2 separate regions of the Columba livia genome follow, and region 1 is linked to region 2. Evidence: chromatin contacts called from public Hi-C data. All regions are on one chromosome and are shown on one strand. Each heading gives the region's core, a stretch centred on a gene start, on an enhancer-like site or on the middle of the called end of the contact. The rest is flanking DNA. Distances are from core to core; before and after follow the strand shown.

Region 1 (2,860 bases), core at 107-2,606, 260 kb before region 2:
ACCTAGCTTTAGTAAGTGCATCTACAGATGAAACACAGATGAGAGGAGATCTAAGTGAGAGAATGAGGTGTGGTTGCTTAAGCCAATTTACAATACTGATAGCTGGGAGCAGATAAAGAGATGACATGTTCAGGACTAGTCTTTGTATTATACCAGTTTGGATTTTGTTTTTCTACAGCAAACATGCAATTTATGCTACCAGGTAGTTTTTCCTTTTGTGGAAGACATGATGCAGCCTTTTCACTAGGTGGACTGTGTTTTGAACATTCAGAACAATTACTCAGGGCTTTTTCTGACTCTTAGCTAGCTCAAGGTTTCTATGTACAATAACAATCCAGCCCTCCAGCCTCCAGGAGTGCCTGTTGAAATAGCCAGGCGCAAATCCTGAAGAGAGTAAACAAATAAAAATTAGTTGTCTATATTGCATAAATATATGAGCCCCGAACTCTTCACACAGTCAAGTAAATGTGCTGTCTCCTTTTAAATGCTCTAGCTGTATTGGTTGCATTGACATACTATGAATATTGCTCTGGCTCTCAGCACTGAGAGTAGAGCTTGGAAGAGGCACTCGCCAATAAACTGGCTGCCGTCCAGTGAAGAAAGGGGGTTATTTGTGTCTGCCTGCATGGGGTTATTTGTCTCTCTTAATGTGCACTCTATTCAGTGCTGACAATTCCCACAGTTTTATGATATGGCTCAATATTTAGTGCTGGCCTAACAGCCAGACCTGGGGTGTTGTGTGAGATGTGTAGAGGTCCTATGAATATAAATATAAAAAGGGATGTTGTCCATTCTCTTAAGTACAACAGATAGGAAACACCAAACGGTAAAAGCAAAATTTTGCTTGAAATTGTTCTTTCTAAAAACTTCATTGTGTGATTTTTGAGTGCGTGACATGGTTTCTGGCTGGCTGAAGTTGACAATACTGCATTCATCTGTTTTCAGTGAAACCGTGGTGAAGTCAGAGTCTGCCTTGGCACTGCCTGCGGCTCTGAGCTCCATTACACACTGATGCATCACAGATTTAGCAGCACAATGTTACTTCACGGTGCTTTCTGCTCACTGGCTGGGCAAATAGCTTGCACTAACCCGATCATGTATTGGCTGCATCTTACACTCAACACAAATGATGCTACTGGATGTGGTGGCTTTTTTGGGGGCAGAAAAGCACTGGCACATGGAGATGCCTCCTGCCTGATGAAGCACAACCGTGCTTCTAGGGAGTCTGTTAACTGCCTCTCGTAGCGGTGTAATTTGTACCAGGTGCCAGGCAGATGAGAACTGAGGAAGATGGCCAGCAGGTATGGTGTCTTGTGCAATAAAGATACTGAGCACTTAAAAACAGGCCTTTCGCCACTCAGGGATGTTTTTACTCTCATGAGGGGAGGCAGAGAAGCTATTAACCTGACAGCAGATTCACGGGTTTAAGGCCTGAAGATGATACAGTGATAGTCTAATTTGATTTCCTGTATGTTATAAATTGTGGAATTTCCCTGGTTTAATCCCTGCTTCGTGCTCACCCTGTACGTCAGTGAGAACACATTTATTAGAGAAGTTTCTGAGTGCAATTTAGACATTCCCAGTGATGGCAGCTCCCTTGCAGACCTTGAGGAACGCTTCTACAGTGTGGAGCAGATGCGGGGCAAGCAAAGCAGCGCGCCGATCGGCCTCGCCAACGGGCAAGCGAGGAGCCAGGATCGGGAAAGAGCTGGGGAGGACCGGCTCCCCCCCCGGCAGGACCCCCGGCCTGTGTTTGCCGGGGTTTGGTGCACGCCCGCCCGCCCCCGAAACAGTGCGGGGAGCCGCCGGCAGCCGCTGCCGGGTCGGGTCCGCTGGGTGGCGCTGCGGGGCCGCGGAGGGGCGGGAGCTGCGCGGTGTGATCGCTCCGCTCCCCGATCCGCTCCCCGATCCGCTCCCCGATCCGCTCCCCGATCCGCTCCCCGATCCGCTCCCCGATCCGCTCCCCGATCCGCTCCCCGATCCGCTCCCCGATCCGCTCCCCGGCCGCGCTGAGCTGGGCAGCCGCGCTCAGCTCTCCGGTCACTGCGCTGGAGAGGGACCTACGGCGAAGGGGTTGTATCTGCTAAAGGGAACAAAAGTGAAGGGGCCAGATTCTGCTCTCCCTTATTCCAGGAAATTCAGAAATTACCTCTTTGTTTACCACCTTATCAGACGCTTTGGATGTGACATTTCTTCCAGTGGCGTAATTTTAAACTGAAAGTCTAACTGCTTTTCAGTCTGGATCCCTGGGGTAGTTTTCCACTATCTCTGATACTGGGAAGCATGAGACAAGCTAATAACTGTGAGGATAGGGAGCACAGATTTCCCAGGCTGCCTCCATTCATTCCCAGAAGGTTTTCCCTAGCATGGCTGTTTTCTAGGCCAAGTTTGAGGATTGAGGCTGTTTGCCTGGGATTTCGTTACAACAGAGTGTGTGAAACAGTAGTTTTGAGTGATCAGCCAGTCAGCCAGAGGTATTGGCCAAGCACTGCAAATGTGTGCACCAACACCAGAGGGTCTGATGCAGCCTTGGATTTATTGGGCAGTTGCTGCACAGATGGTCAGTGCTTGCAGAGTAGATATGATGCAGTCAGAACTAATCAGACTCACTGCACATGATCGTATTTCTGCACAGCAATACAACTCAGAGATCCACCGAGGACCACAGTGACAAATTAGTTTGAGGATCGTAGAGCCAGTGTAACTGAGCCTTCTGGTGATCTCTAGGCAGCCTGGGTATGGTGGAGATTTATACTCAGAGTGTTCTCAGCACTCATGGTTGTTGCTTCACCTCTTGTTCCTATGCCACATGGTAGCAGCAACTCATGTCCTTTGACTTAGAGTGTGGCTATTCCACAGC
Region 2 (2,856 bases), core at 25-2,524:
AATCCATCACTGCAGTGAGTTCTTAGGAAGTATGCAAAACACGTAAGTCACTTTGAACACTTGTAGTATAATGAGGAACACTATCACTATTTTCCAGTTTATTGTATCTTCTTACCTACAACTCAGAATTAGAACTAAGAAGTGACAAGAATCCAAGACCACAAGCTGCTTTGCTGCAGGTTTATTTTGCAGTAAAACAGTAAAGTCTCTTCCTCTACAGTAATGAATTTGAGTGCACAGAATACGACCTTAAAATGTTTACAAGTGCTACAGTTCAGATTTGGCCTCTAGCCATAAAATTCAAATCCAGCTTTGAAACATCCCCAAACCTCAGACTCCTCTTTTTTGTTTTTTGGACTCATTACAAAATAGGCATCACATGCATCAAATAGATCTGAACATATTTCCAGAGGCTACTGGGGCAAATTCTGACCCAGGGGCAAATCTACTGTATTTATGTTCTTTTATTGTAAGAGGACCAATACCGAATGTGTTGAGGGTACCAGAGTACTGAGCCAATACATCTTTTCTTCTCAAAGCAAGGGTGATTTTCTTTATTCCAAGTGAGGAGGGCAGATGTGATCAGTTCTTCTAGAAAAATCCATACACGTCATTGAAACACATGAGACCTGACATTTCTGCTTAAACCTGAAAGCACAGGGCACAAAAAAACCTCACAAACCCAAAACCCTGAACTATATAGTTACAACAAAAACTGTTCTGGCCTTTTACCATTCTTCTTCTTCATGCACTCTGCCGACAAGTTAGGCATATCATCTTTTGAATCCAGTACTGCAATACATTATCCTGCATTTACTCTGAGCACTCTGACATTATCATTATCTTCTTTTGTGCCCGACAGCAACTGCAGCTCCTATAATGCCATTATTGTAATTAAGAACAATCTGAACCATTGACAGCATTGCCTCGTTTGCTCTAGAATCCCCTGTGCATTAGAGTTCTTCTAAACCAATATTTCACTATTAATAGTTTGCTGCTTTAGAACCGCCTACAGTTAAAAGAAAAATAAATTATTAGGCCTCAGCCTAACTCGATGGCTGAAGAAGAAACTTGTAAAGAAAAAATAAATGAAAGGCTGTACACCGGCAAACTGTTATCTTTTCTTTACACACATTGAAAATGGATTCACACCCTGCCAACCTATTCAGGCCGTTACCCAGGTGAGGAAGCTTATTTTGGCTTCCTTCAAAAGCACCACCTGTACAGATACAAAAGAAAACATCTCTCTCTTCTCCCACTAAATGTACCCAAAGTACTGCTCTGTCTAAACTCTCCCTTTCATTAATCCAGCTCACAGTTGGATAAGTAGGGCACAGCAATTCAGACATTCTTGCCTGGGAAATTCTGACCTTAATGTCTTTGCTGCACATGTGCTCTCTAGGCTGCCTGTACCCGCTCCATCTGTTTGCAAAGTATGACGCCTGCCCGTTTGCTGAGCCAGGAAGGTGGCCCACCACAGCCCTAGGACTGCTTAACACCCAGGTCTTTGACTGGCTGTAATTCCAGGGAAACAAGCAATTGTCAGCTAAAGAAGTGCAGGTACAACTGGCAGGACAGCACTGACACAACACTGTGCACGTCTTGGAAGCTGGGACCAGAAAGCCCATGGCCAGGCCATGAGAAGAAAATTACATTTTCCCTCTGTGGTAAATGCAGACTTGCACTATTAAGTCCTAACACAAAAGAAACCAGCAGTCATTACCTGCACACTATCTGAAAAGAGCTGTGTTGAAGTCTACCTATAGAACATCACTGGTAACAGGGAGCTTTATGTACTTTTACTCAACATGAACTCAGGAAAGCACTATATGAAAATGACCAAAGAAACATGACTAGTGGAAAAAGGTGGTATCTCCAAAGGATCATGCAGAAAAACATGTATTTAAAAAAAAAACAAAAACAAAACACAACTCTCTTTCTTCATTTGGTTTCTAGCACAGTTAACTGTACTTGAATTGTTTGCTTGTGCACAACTGCAGCCACTGAAGCCAAGAGGCCAGCACTAATTAGAGCACTTAAAAGTTGTCTTACTGCACACAAAGGCAGGCAAAAGAGGCCCAAGTACTTCAGTACAAATACCAAACATGTGGTGATGGTTTTTTCTTCTGTGAACACACATTCCACTACAAAATTATCCACTTTATACTAAAAAAAAATTCAGGAAATTATAACGTTTAGACTACACTTAGGATTTTTGACGCTTTCAAAGCTTTTGCAGTATGAGATTGTATTTTCATGTCTGGGAATTCCCGACTGGTGTGGAAATGCAGAGCTGCTCCTCACTCTACCACGCCCACTATCTGCTCACATCTTCTGAAGGGTAGCAGTGGCCGCTGACAATTGTTGCACCCCCTCTCCTACCACCCTGACTAAAGTCCCTTTTTCCAAGTGGAATTTTGTAGGTTTCACTAGGAATAAAGTTTAATCTCACACACCAGTGGGTCAGTGTCATAGATTGCTCTATCACTCCACAGGAAAAGAACAGAATCCACTTTATGCTAAGTAGAAATCGGAGAAGCCAAAAGGAATTAACCATGTCTACAAATACCAAGAATGGCTCAGAGAAATACATATTCCAGGTGTTTTCTTTTGCAAAAATAATTATCTAAGAAAAAAAGATAAGATATTGTCAACTATGGTACACTATGTGGTGCTTAACACAAAGATCAATAAGAAGTCAGGAAGAGAAGTACAAAGAGTGAAAAAAAAAAAGCAGTATTGCTAACTCATAACCAATGTGCTTTCTTTAATTTTGTGTTGAATACACATATATAATAGTTTTGTAGCAGCACATGCAATTATTTCACAGAGAATACTACAAAGCTAAAAGGAAAG

What was found. Hi-C and Micro-C count contacts between places; a contact is called where the count stands out from the background.
Region 1: a Hi-C map of crop shows a contact between it and region 2, with 4 times the contacts expected there. The contact joins two enhancer-like sites. A contact is called at or near these places in 2 of 2 Hi-C or Micro-C datasets (crop and liver).

What each region holds. Positions count from the first base shown.
Region 1 is chr5:59,352,272-59,355,131 of bColLiv1.pat.W.v2, reverse strand. The region is part of intron 9 of LOC110366091 (a long non-coding RNA gene); the gene reads left to right. Among named protein-coding and RNA genes, the nearest start is that of RASSF10, 30 kb to the left of the region's middle. Within about 2 kb of position 1,356, at least 1 of the 3 cell types and tissues checked has an H3K27ac peak away from gene starts, as active enhancers do.
Region 2 is chr5:59,087,974-59,090,829 of bColLiv1.pat.W.v2, reverse strand. All of the region lies in intron 2 of PARVA (parvin alpha), which reads right to left. Among named protein-coding and RNA genes, the nearest start is that of PARVA, 13 kb to the right of the region's middle. Within about 2 kb of position 1,274, at least 1 of the 3 cell types and tissues checked has an H3K27ac peak away from gene starts, as active enhancers do.